3 separate regions of the Mus musculus genome follow, and regions 1 and 3 are each linked to region 2. Evidence: chromatin contacts called from public Hi-C and promoter capture Hi-C data. All regions are on one chromosome and are shown on one strand. The core of a region is the stretch at or near the end of the contact, and the rest is flanking DNA. Distances in the headings are between cores, read along the strand shown. Region 1 overlaps Ano2 (anoctamin 2). Region 2 holds the start of Ntf3 (neurotrophin 3). Region 3 overlaps Gm10415 (predicted gene 10415).

Region 1 (4,023 bases), core at 304-2,803, 250 kb after region 2:
GGACTCCTCCAGGACACGATGGGAAAGCCCATGGTGGCTTTGTTGGGGAGGAAGAAAGTGGCATGATATGGTTCATACTTCAGAAAGCTCACTCAGCCTGATGTGTGGGGACTATACTGTAAGGAACAAGGCCGCCATACACAGTACACAGTACCCAGGAGGAGATTCAGAGTAGATATGTATTTTAGTAGCAGAACCTTGTCCTTCTACTGGTGGGTGAATCATGAAGTTTGAGGAAACAAAACATATTTTGTCCTTATTTTTTTTTCACACAAAGTATTCCAAGGATGGTATACATTTAAGGCAGAGATTTATAATCTAAGGGGTTTATAGTCTGAGACATTAACTGTCTGGTCAGTTGGTCAAGGTCAGGTTGGTGGTGAATGCCAACTTCAAGCACATCTAATATTCCTGACTGCAGGCTGCCACACACTCCTGGATTCACTTAAGCCTCCCCCCCCCCACCAATTCTACTATGATAGAGGCTGCAAGATGCCGAAGCTTAGGTGTGGGTATTTTCAGGTGCAATGCAGTGCAACGTGGTCTTCTTGCAAACTGTGGAGAAAAGTTTTAGTTGAAAATGTTCCTCCGTAAAGAGTTTGGTTCTGGAAGCCCATGTTGGGTGAGAGACTGAACTCTTTCTTTTTCTTATTTTAAGTTTCTAGGGTTCAACACTGGGCAGTTCGTGTTGGGTACACTTAAGTACAAAACATTTGGAAAAATGATTTCTGGTGATAATTAATTGAATCCCACAAGTACAATAAAGCTTAAGGCACGAATCCATAGATGGATTTGAAACCATTGTAAGGTACAAGCAGCATCTTCCATAAAGATGGACTCTACTGATTGACCACATGTGACATCTTAAGAGGCTTAGAGGTGGGGCTCTGGTTGGTCTCAGTCATATAGATAGTGCAACCATTCACCAGCCTTCTTATTTTCTTTGTTTTTATTTTGTTTTAGGCGAGTATATTGAAACAGTCTTACACTGCTCTGGATAACCTGGAACTTACTCTGTAAACCCGGATGTCCTTGAACTTGCAGCACTCTTCTCTCCCTCCTCCTTCTCTTCCTCCTCTCCCTCCTCCATCTCTTTCTTCTCTTCCCCCTCCTCCTCTTCTTCCTTCTCTTCCTCTTTCCTCTCCTCTTCCTATTATTTTCCTCCTCCTCCTCCTCCTCCTCCTCCTCCTCCTCCTCCTCCTCCTCCTCCTCCTCCAGGCCTGGGGTTATAGGTATGCATCTCTATGGCCAGCTGATCACATTAAATTAATGAGAAATAAGTATCTTGTATAAAAGATCACTGTGGGCCAGTTGACAGCACAGTTTTTGGAGGCAGGGATGCTGGAAGTCCACCCTTCTGCCAATCAGTTTGTGAGCCTTTCATACTTCACATGTCTGAGGTGCAATTTCCTGATTGAAGAAGCGGGGATAACCAGACTAGCTTTACCCAGGACTGATCTGACGGTAGCATCGATGAGAACACTCAGAACAGTGCCTGCTGTACGTGTCAGGGCTGCCTGCATACGCATCTTGCTAAACACTGCTCCGGCAGTTGGACTACTGCTGGCTATGGGTGATGGGAACAGACTTTCTGATAAGCCGTGCCTCCCTACTGTTCCTCGGCAGAACGGCAGAACAAGGCACAGTTCTCATTAATTGCCACCTGAGAGTGGCCAGCACTCCAAACACCACTCCTGGCCAACTGTGGAATCGGGCTCCCCACACATTAGGCCCTTTTATCTACATCCTTGACAGCACACCAGCTCAGGCAGGGCAAGTTGAACTTGACAATGGAAGCCTGAAGTCTCCAAGTTGAAAGTATCAAGATCATTAGCTGGCATTCTTTCCAAGCACATGGGGACCTTTTACAAAATATAATTTGTAAAAGTGACTGTAGTGGGCGTGTGGGTGCACACCTGGAAGGTAGAGCGGGAAGATGAGGGACTCAAAGCCACCTGTCACTACATAGTGAGACCAAGGTCAGTGGACCCTGTGTCAAAATAAAATATGACTACATATTTCAATTGTTTTTGTAACTGATAAGCACACAGTACTCAAAAGAACAACTGGCCTTTAAATGCTTGTTGAGCTAAGTTGGGAAAAGAATGAACAAGCCAACTAAATGTTGGGACATTTGCATACCTTTATTAGGGAAGAATGAAGACTGACAGAAAGCAATGAACTAAACATCCCAAAACCAAGAATAGAAAGGAGAGGGGAGGAAAAATTAAATAAGAGGAAAAAATGAACAGGATAAAAATATAATACAAGCAAAATCTATTATTTCAATCTGTTGTTTTAAATGCCCAACAAAAATTGATAAATATCTGACAGTCTCGGTCAGATTTTACCTAGAAAAGATGCAGTCACAAAGGAGATACACGCAATATTAGTAACCCTGTGAATATAAATAATAATCCTATTAAAGGACAACCCTATGAGGAATTTCATATCACCAAGCTAAAAATATACACAAAGGGAGAATATCCTAGGAAAACATAAGTTAACAATATGGAACCAAGTTAAAAATTAAAACCCAAAGAGCACAAAACCACACGCAGACACACACACAGACACACACACAGAGACACATAAACACATCCACAGACACACAGACAGACACAGATACACAGACAGACACACAGACACAGACACACACACACATACACAGATACACACACAAACACACAGGCACACACACATACACAGATGCACACACACATACACAGATGCACACACACATACACAGATACACAACACAGATACACAGACACACACATACACTACAAAGTTAAAAAGCCACCCACAAACTCCAGTGCTAGGCCTAGACCCTTTGAAATTGATTTTTATCAAACTCTAGAGAAATAACAATCCTGCCCCGCTGTAATGTGTTCCAGAAAACAGCAGAAGAAGGAGTTGCTCCAGATTTGCACTGGGCAGCTTGTACACATTGGCACCAAAACCAGACACAGCACAAGAAGGGAAGACTGTAGGCCAACTCCACTAATCGATGTAGACACAAAAAATATCCCAAATAAATTATAAGCAGAGCAAACAGAGCAATGCTAAATATTTTGTCAGTAATGCTTATGTAACTTTATTAATAAAGTTTGTTCAGCATATTCAGAGGTTAAAGGTAAAAGCTACACAACTGTTTGACTTCTCCTAAGAAAAGGTTTGATTATTTCATTTAAATTATCCTAACAAAATAAGAACAAATGGGAATTTCCTTTATTCTGATAAATGACAACAACATAGGAAATGCAGCAAACATCCAAACATGCAGAGCATTTCCTTAAAGCACATGCACACCGTCCACACATGCACACATATGTACACAACAGGGGTAAAGATATGCATATCTGGGACCTACATGTGTACACGCATGAGCACAAGAGATATTCGCCGTTGACTATGCTTTTAAAAAGAAGTTATGATAAAATGCCATTCAACTTCCTCAGTTAGCAAAATTCTCTGAGCTGACACAGACATGCAAAGGTGGGGATTTTCAACTGCTGCCAGTGTCAGTGCACCTTAGTTGTATCATTCCCAGAGTGATTAGATGATCTCCTGTAAGGAGATGTGCATGCCATAAGTCATACTCCAGTTCCTGGGGAACGTGTTAAATGCCTCCAAAGCATGCTGAAGAGTCATAGCTGTGCTGCTGAGAGTAGGGAGCCAGGGCTCAACTGCTGTGGCTGCAACGAGGAGAAGGGACAGGCAGGTTGACCTGTGGAATCTGATCATGTGGCTGTAGTGAAGACACTTGACGTTATATGTATACATGTGTGTGTGTACATATATATGTGTGTGTATATATATATATGTGTGTGTGTACATATATACATATATGTGTGTACATATATACATATATAGTTGTGTGTATATATGTATATATATGTATACATATATATACATATATGTGTGTATATATACACACACACACACACACACACACACACACACTCTGTGTGTGGATGGACAACAACACATAAGAGCAAAACCATGGTTGTTGGAGCACCA
Region 2 (3,900 bases), core at 84-2,583:
CTGTGTGTGAGTCAAATGTCCTGACAGGAGGCAACTTGGAGAGTGGCAGAGGTGGGGGCGGGGGGAGGGGGCACTTGGACTTGAGTTCCACCTTGCAAGAATGGGGGAGGGAATGAAGGAGCAATGGTGTACTACTTTCTGGTTCTCCGGTTCCCCTTACCACTAGGATTCCCCCCTCCCCCTTCATTTCTCTTGGACCGCAGTTGAGCAAAATCTAGATGCTCTGACCACTGTAAAATCTGAGAGAATCAGCTCGGATCAAGTGTGTGTGTGTGTGGGGGGGGAATCTAATGAATAGCTAAAATAATCTACAAATAAGACCCTTGCCTCCACCCTGAGATCTTTTCCTCGAATGAATCTAGCGGTTGTGCAAGAGAGCGTCGCTACTTTCGGGGAGTCAGGAAGGGGTGCCTTGCTTGCCCTTTCTTCTGGGCAAATTGTTTTTGTACAAAGCGGCGAGTGCTGGGCAAATGCTCAGCTCCAGGGTCGGCTCCTACCTTGAAAGAAAGGGGTGGAGAAGTTAGGGAGTGTGTAGAACGTGGGGCTTTGGCTCATACCTCTCCTTTTCTTTCACGCACACTCTGCGCACACGCAAACCACCCCTTCCTCGGTTGCTTAGCACTCCCACCCTCACCGTACCTCAGCAACTTAACCTCCCTAGACAGCTTGAACTAACTGTGCCTTGTGAGCTGCCCCCAGGACTGAGGAGTTCGAGGGCAGGCAAGCAACTGTTCATGCGCAGATTCCTGTTGTTGTGAGGGCCTGGGGGGGCTGGGGGGGGGCTTAATAGGGGGTGGAGAGAGATCCAAAGACAGAAGGGTCTGAGGTTTGGAGACAGAGTTTAAGGTTGAGGTTCAAGCTTTCCTGAGCCAAGGGGCAAGAAAGGCCTTCATCTGCCTAGTTAGAAAGAAAGAAAGAAAGAAAGAAAGAAAGAAAGAAAGAAAGGAAGGAAGCCTTAAAAGAAAAAGTTCAAGAATAAGACAGATCGAAGATATTTACGTGTAAAATATAATGATAAATCAAACGTTTTTTGTTGGCTCCTTCTCCCCATCTCTAAAAGGGAAGGTCAAAAGAGGGGATAATGAAGAGTAGGCTATTTTGAGAGGGCTTATTTGTTGTTTGTTCGTTCGTTTGTTTTCCTTTGAAGTGGACTAGGAGAAATGACTAGGTCTTCCCATTGGTCTCGAGAGCAAACTCCAAAATGCCAGGGAGCGGGCCTGCAAGTCACTGCGGGCGGGGCTAGGGGGCTTGGCGCGGAAGGGGTTAAGGCGCTGAGCGCGGAGCCATCTGGCCGGGTTGGCTGGTTATAACCGCTCAGATTATGTTCACGGGACTCAGAGTTGAAGGCTCCTCTCCTTACCCAGCAGCTCCGCGCACCGCCCCGCGAGATAGCCCGGCGCAACTTTCTTCCCTCTTTCTTTCTTCCCCTCGTTTTTTCCCACCGCTGGGTAGTGGCTGCGGCAGGGGTGGGCGAGACTGAATGACCGAACTCGAGTCCACCTTTCTCTTCATGTCGACGTCCCTGGAAATAGTCACACGGATGCCATGGTTACTTCTGCCACGGTAAGGGGACGTGGCGGGCACGTTGGGTGGGCAGGTCCCGGAGGGGGTGGGGGAATCGCGTGGGGGAGATTTTCTTGGGGATCCGCGTGGGGGGCCCCAATTCTGCACCCAGCCCCACCCCCATCGCGCAACACGCTAACTTTTCGGTTCTTGTGCCTTCCCCAAAGTTTGAGCTCGAATCTGCCCAGGCCTAGGCGCAATTACCACCACCCTCCTTCCACATGCATGCACACTTGTGCGCGCGTGGATATGGCTCTCCTCCTCCTCCTCCTCCTCCTCCTCCTCCTCTTTTCTCTAGTCCCCTGGCTGCTCAAGAAACCGCCCTCAGTCTGGGAAAGTGATCAGGTTTAACAAACCTGCATTGGGAAGGGAAGGAGGTGGAGGCGAGGGAAAATGGGGACCACGAAAAGGCAAGAAAGGGATTCTGGACATCACCATCCTACTCCACCTCATGCATACACACCTCCGACCCTCCTATCTGGTTCCCCCAGAAGACTCCCGCGCATCCTATAATAAAAGCGGGTAGCAGACAAAAATGGGGCTTGGAAGAGACCAGGATCCCGGCTTGTGCCCTGCACCCCGCTGGCCACCGGGCAACGTTCATCAGCTCCAACACACAGCCCGGCAGGGCGTGGGCTGGGGGAGGGGCTGCAAAGCTCAGGACCCGCACCGTCACTTCTCAGGTTGGGGGGAGTTGGGACTTAAGCCCAACAGTGCGTATCTGCGTTGTTGTCCCACATAAAGCTTTTTCTCTGAGAGGGTCCCTAGCTCTGGGCTACTCTGGCCAGCGCCAACCCAATGGCTTCCCACCCTGGGTCTTCGCGCAGATGTTGGAGCTAGCGCTCAGCCTGTGGGTCTGGGACCCGGCCATGGAACGGTGGGTACCGGGGTGGGGCCATCGGTAGGGATTTGGTGCCAGTTTCTCGGAGTCCTTTTTAGGGTTCCCACCCCCGCCCCAAGAGGTAGTATGGGAAGGGTCCAGAACATCAGAGACCCTCAGAGTTAGGTCGGAGTTAAAAGAACACATAGCAAACTGGACTGTTTCCTGCTGCCACCAAGGCGCTCTGCACAGTGGTGGATACTTCTAATGAAATTTGGCACTCTTGAAGGTGTGGAATGGGAGGGCTGGGGAGGACTTTTTTCCTTGTCGCTTTCGGGAGTGAGTGGGTGTGCATCCAAGAGGCGCTACTGCTTTGCGCAATTTTGGCGTTCTTCCGCGGCGTTCAGATGCACCTTCCTGGGACTCCAGCACCGAATGGTGTGGACACAGTTGATTAGAGAGGTCGCAGGCGGGAACTGGAATCGAGGCTCCCGTATTCCAGGTCTGGGAAGCACCCACCGGATTGACCCCGACCTCTGGCGGCCGGCGGGTAGCAGGTTGAGAGTCTGAGTGGCGGCTGCTCTAGGACGCGGTCCCAGCCAGAGCAGGCGGCTTGCTAGCTAGTGAGCTGGAGCCCCTGAGCCGGGACTTGTTTATGAGTGTGAAGAGGTTGGGGGCGGGGACCTGCTGGGGGAGGGGAAGGGAGACTGTAAGGGTGGGTGTTACTCGCAGAGTCTGAGGCTGGAAGTTCTGTGGGTTTAAGGAGTGTGTTGACAAACCTGCTTTTCAGTAAAGTGATGTCTTTCCACTACAAACCAGCGGCCGAGGAAATATGTAAGGACACTTCCCTAAACGTTAGTTGTACCGGGGAGCTTTACAGTCGGTTCTGTTTTCTAAATAGCCCGAACTCTGCCAGTTTAGCCCGTCTCCCCTGATCCTGGCGTGTCGCTCAAAGAAATTTGAGAGATGGAATCTAGAAGATATAAACCCAACTAACTGTGACTCAGAATCAAGCAGACCCGAGTGTAGCGTTAGGGGATAGTGGAGAGAGAAAAAGAGAGCTGCAGGCAGCTGTATATAAGGATAGAAGAAAGTTTTCCCGGCGTTCCCCTCTGGGAGAGCAAATAGGATTGTCCTTCGGTGTGGGCTATGTCGAAGAGGGCCTTAAGAAGACTGGATCTGTAGGAATCCGGTCTGATTTCCCAAGAAGGGAACCTGGTCCTTGGGTGGCCAGAGACCTATTGGGAGGGCTTTCTCGCGTCTCAGTGAGAGGGGCGTTGGGGCAGGAGGGTAGACCTGGGGGTGGAGCTTTCTCCAGCTTCCTCCAGCCTGGCTGGCCCGGGAGGGGTGAGGAGCTTGCGTGTTGGGCATCTGTGTGCATAGCAGGAGATGAGAGCTTGTGGGAACATAGGTGTAGCTAATGAGAAATCTGTGTCTGGGAAGGGTGTCAGAGCTGGAGAAGTGCAGTGTGCTGAAGACAGATGGCTTGTGCGTGCCTGCACAGACACATGGGCTGG
Region 3 (3,997 bases), core at 1,031-3,530, 150 kb before region 2:
TTGGAATGTCACAAAAAAACAGAAGGTAGCAAGGCAGAATTTTCTTAGCGGTTTCAAATGTATGTTTTAAGGTCTCTCATTATATTGTGAAAGCACCAAAGTTCAACCTCAGCAAGGCCCTAGAATCTACTAGGTAGTAATGACTTACCCCAAACTCACAGAGAATAAAGGAGGACAGCATGCAATATCTATTTATCCATACCAATAGATATTTCCTCAAGGTAGAACAGATGTTCCTTCACATCTCTGGATCAGCAAGGCTCCTTTTGTGGAAAAGAGTTTTAGACAGTAACCAATGATTAAAAGACTCCTTGTTAAAGTGGTTCCAGAGCAAGTGGTGCTAGATCTCAAAGGGTCTAGTGATGGGCAGCTTCTAAGGATGCCACTAAACATCTAAAAGGAACAGAGCTCTCTTCATTGCTCCATCCCAACCTCATCCCCATTGTCAATTTAGCTAAGGAGTGTGGGCTCTGCTAATTTATTTTTAATGATTAATATTGAACTCTTGCATCACAATCTCATGTTAACTTCTTCAAGCAATGAAATGTAACAAATTTCTCCTACACTACAAGGTATAAGGAATGTCTCACTCATTGGTCACTGGTAAGCATTCTTTTTTAAAGAAAAAAATCCATTATTTCCAATATCTATTTTGTTTTCTTTGTGTCAAATACTTTATATCACAGAATACAGAAACAATTTAATTATCCTAAATTTACAGTTTGGTGTTTTCTTGAATGAAATTAAAGAATTATGTATTATATTTTTGTATAGGCTAGACATATAACATTAATTTTCCCACTTCTAATGCTGTGAATTTACACTGACTTCAAACACGTTGTGTGTGTGTGTGTGTGTGTGTGTGTGTGTAGATCAAAATGTAAGGTTCTTTAGAGCAAAGGTTATATTTTCTTTCTATATTCAAACCTTCCTTTTATATGGAAAGCACACATCACACTGATGCATGGTAAGGGGCCACAGTGACCTCCATAGGGGTCTTTGAGAAGTGACAGCATGATAGAGTTAATACATAAAATTCCAAGAAAAAAATTCTGACCTTTCCACATTGCATGAAAACATGAACCCTACCTTATCTCTCCTCCCACACTGAGGCCAGCCACAAACACAGCCATCCAAGACGCAGTAATCTCAATCGGTCACCAAATATCCAAAGCACTTTTCAGAATTCAGGGTTATTTTTCCATAAGTTCAGATCTTCATTTGTGTTTCCTCAACAGTCAGTATTTCTACCAGCTCTATGCCCCATTCAAATCTAGAGCCCTAACCCTCAACCCCTCACCCCCACCCCCCAAAAAAATTCCTCTTTGGCCAGAAGTGCACATCAAGTGAAAGAGGCCTTTTAAGGTAGCTGACTTAAGGCCAATTTATGTTTAGTCACCAAGTGAGTATATAGCCATTGGAAAAAATCACTGAAGCTTTTCTGGACTTTTTCATCCATGAAATGAGACTAGCAATGTTTTATGTCTGGGGTTTCCATGGCTCAAATGAGATAATACATGAAAGTTCTTTGTGAGCTGTAAAATACTCCACTACTCCACAGGGCAATTTCACTATTGCTGAGGCTCTGTTTGAACACCAGACCATCTGGCACATACAGAATTAACAGTAAGTCATTACACTATGACGACCTGACCCAGGGAGCCAGGACAGGGGTTGAGGTCTTCAATCAAACTCTGCTGATATGTTCTTGGATCAGCCCCATGACAAGGCAGAAATTTCTCCCTCCTCATTAGCTCACTGTCTGAGGAGCTCATACTTCAAAACCACATCTTAGGGAAGGCTGGAGTGTTCTAATTAAGTCTTCTTAAGGAAGAAAGAGATCTTAAGCCTTCTATTGCTACTTTCTCTCCAGGCTCCAAGCTGAAGCCTGGAAGAAAAGTAAAAAAGTCAGTCAAGGCCTCATCCCACACTCCCGCTGGAAGGCAAAATCTCCAGGAGGTTAATTGTGATGGGAACCAGGGAAGAGCCACTCCTTTTCCCATTGTCATGGAAAGACCACTTTGTCTTAAGTGCTAGGTAAAGAGAGACCCAATTTTAACCATGATGGGACATAATGGGAAATATCATTCTTTTCTTAATCACGAGGTTCTATATACCGTAAGATTCCTAGAAACTCATGCAATTTACAGTTTGTCTTTTGATGACTTACAGGTGGCTAGTGATCTAGAAAATCACTTCTGCTTCCTAAGACCCCAGCAGAGCACAGCCTGGATTCATTGCACCCTTTGTCTGGCACCAGTCTCACAAAGCTTGCCTTAGGCAGCCATGGCTAATCAACTGCAGATGACAGGCAAACAAAGTGTTTGTCATTCCATGCTATGTGGAGCTTTTTCTATGTGACTGCACTTAGCACACAAGACAGTGAGGCCCAAAAGAGTATGGCACAAGAAACCTAAATGCAACACCCAAGCTGAAAGCACAGTGAGAAATTAGCTAGGTCAAGAGTCAGGAATGGCTACAGATCATATCAGACCTGACTATTACTTAGCCAAAGCAGACCTGTAGAAAGATCTATTGCAAAGTTAATCAGAGAAAGAACACGGAAGCAAGTGAAGTTCTGGGCATGCCTAGGCTTGTTTTAGGTGGGTTCTGTGAATAGCATCTTGTGGTGCTGGTCCTAGTCTGTCGGTCACAGATACTCTGAGGCTGATCCACAGGGAAGTTCCTCTGATCAGAACAGTATAGAAGCCTCTTACTTATCTTTAGACTATCTCCTGCAAGTCTAACCACTGATTGATTGGTATAATGTTTATGTCCAGGCAATTTTGAATGGATTGATAAAGGGAACCAGGGGACTCAAACTTTGTTTTCTAGGGGTCCTTTGCCCACTTCAGATGGGTTAAGTATATGGCTTCTTCTCAAATTCAAACAGTGGAGCAAATGTAAGAATCACCCCAAAAGTGAATAAATCCTGTGTAATATTAAGGGAAAGTCATCCAAAGAATTATTTTCCCTCTTATAATCTCACAGTTCATTATGTATCTACATTCCAGCTCAGAATTCATCACACGTACCCTTATTTTTATTAAACTGAGCTAAAAATGGTAAAATGTCTACCATTTGCACAATGGTAGAAACACAGCATCACATTCCCTCTGGACCTAACATGTTGCCTCTAAAACAGTTAATGGAAGTCATAGTTCAGAGAGCAAACACTGCAAACTCGCTCATCCTGGCAATCTTCTGCTAAGCATTGATGTCACACTACAGCTTTTCTAGCTTTTGCATGTCAGACCTATTTCTTCTGCAAGCTGCTCCCTGTGAAGTCTACACTGAAGATCACTGTGAAAAACAACATGACTGGTCTGGTCTTGTCTTTAGAAAGTCACTGTATGTTATCAGAGAACAAGAAGCCCTCTTGTATTCTTCTGCAAAAAGAACCACACTGTATAACTCCCAGCCCTATGGCTGGATAGGTATGATACCACATTCTATGGCAATAACACTCAGAACCCCACCTTTGGAAAATTGAGCAGCTCTCATGGCCATTGATATGTTATGGAACCCACAAACTCTCATGAGCCTCCAATGGAATCTTGGGAACATTCATGAATCTTGAGTGAGTATGTTTGTGCAGGTGCATGTGGTCGTGTGTATATGAGCACAGGTTCCCAAGCATGTACAGGTTTGGGCTTGGACTTTCCCAACAAGGAAAGAGAGTACACATCTTTGGAGCATCAAATCTCATAATTGAACCAGACTTTTATGGAGATCAGGACAGGACTTCCCGAATTAAATTAATGTAGGCACATACATGCATAGTGTCCCCTACTGCATGATGAAAAGAAGACACTTGTTAATGACAACAAAATTCATAATGAATGTCTATTTGAGTCAGTTTCTTATTTCAAAATACATAAAACAAAAACCAAAAAATCAAACAGACAAACAAACAAAGCTTTCCATGGGAAATGTGAAGTAGAAAACAGAGGACTAGTGTCAGACATAAACTCTCATCTGTGTAGCTTAGGCTCAG

The links. Promoter capture Hi-C pulls out the DNA fragments that hold promoters and counts their contacts. A called contact is a pair of places that touch in the nucleus more often than the background predicts.
Region 1: a promoter capture Hi-C map of hippocampal neurons shows a contact between it and region 2, with 5 times the contacts expected there. The contact joins the enhancer-like site here to the promoter of Ntf3 in region 2. A contact is called at or near these places in 6 of 39 promoter capture datasets (the SN4741 cell line, cranial neural crest, hippocampal neurons and 2 more), 6 of 115 datasets of contacts at active chromatin or transcription factors (craniofacial prominence, embryonic forebrain, embryonic limb bud and 3 more) and 3 of 9 other capture datasets (adipose tissue, embryonic stem cells and pancreatic islet).
Region 3: a Hi-C map of uterus shows a contact between it and region 2, with 2.1 times the contacts expected there. The contact joins the enhancer-like site here to the promoter of Ntf3 in region 2. A contact is called at or near these places in 5 of 484 Hi-C or Micro-C datasets (all in uterus), 3 of 115 datasets of contacts at active chromatin or transcription factors (craniofacial prominence and embryonic stem cells) and 2 of 9 other capture datasets (adipose tissue and liver).

The regions. Positions count from the first base shown.
Region 1 is chr6:125,912,106-125,916,128 of GRCm38.p6, reverse strand. All of the region lies in intron 14 of Ano2 (anoctamin 2), which reads right to left. Among named protein-coding and RNA genes, the nearest start is that of Gm24947, 30 kb to the right of the region's middle. Within about 2 kb of position 1,553, at least 2 of the 459 cell types and tissues checked have an H3K27ac peak or open chromatin away from gene starts, as enhancers often do. A contact at or near this core is called in hippocampal neurons, where this site is marked.
Region 2 is chr6:126,162,393-126,166,292 of GRCm38.p6, reverse strand. Ntf3 (neurotrophin 3) reads left to right here and starts at 1,333. Exons shown (of 2, transcript NM_001164035.1): 1 at 1,333-1,563. The coding sequence starts at 1,546.
Region 3 is chr6:126,309,239-126,313,235 of GRCm38.p6, reverse strand. All of the region lies in intron 3 of Gm10415 (predicted gene 10415), which reads left to right. Among named protein-coding and RNA genes, the nearest start is that of Gm10415, 17 kb to the left of the region's middle. Within about 2 kb of position 2,280, at least 17 of the 459 cell types and tissues checked have an H3K27ac peak or open chromatin away from gene starts, as enhancers often do. A contact at or near this core is called in embryonic stem cells and uterus, where this site is marked.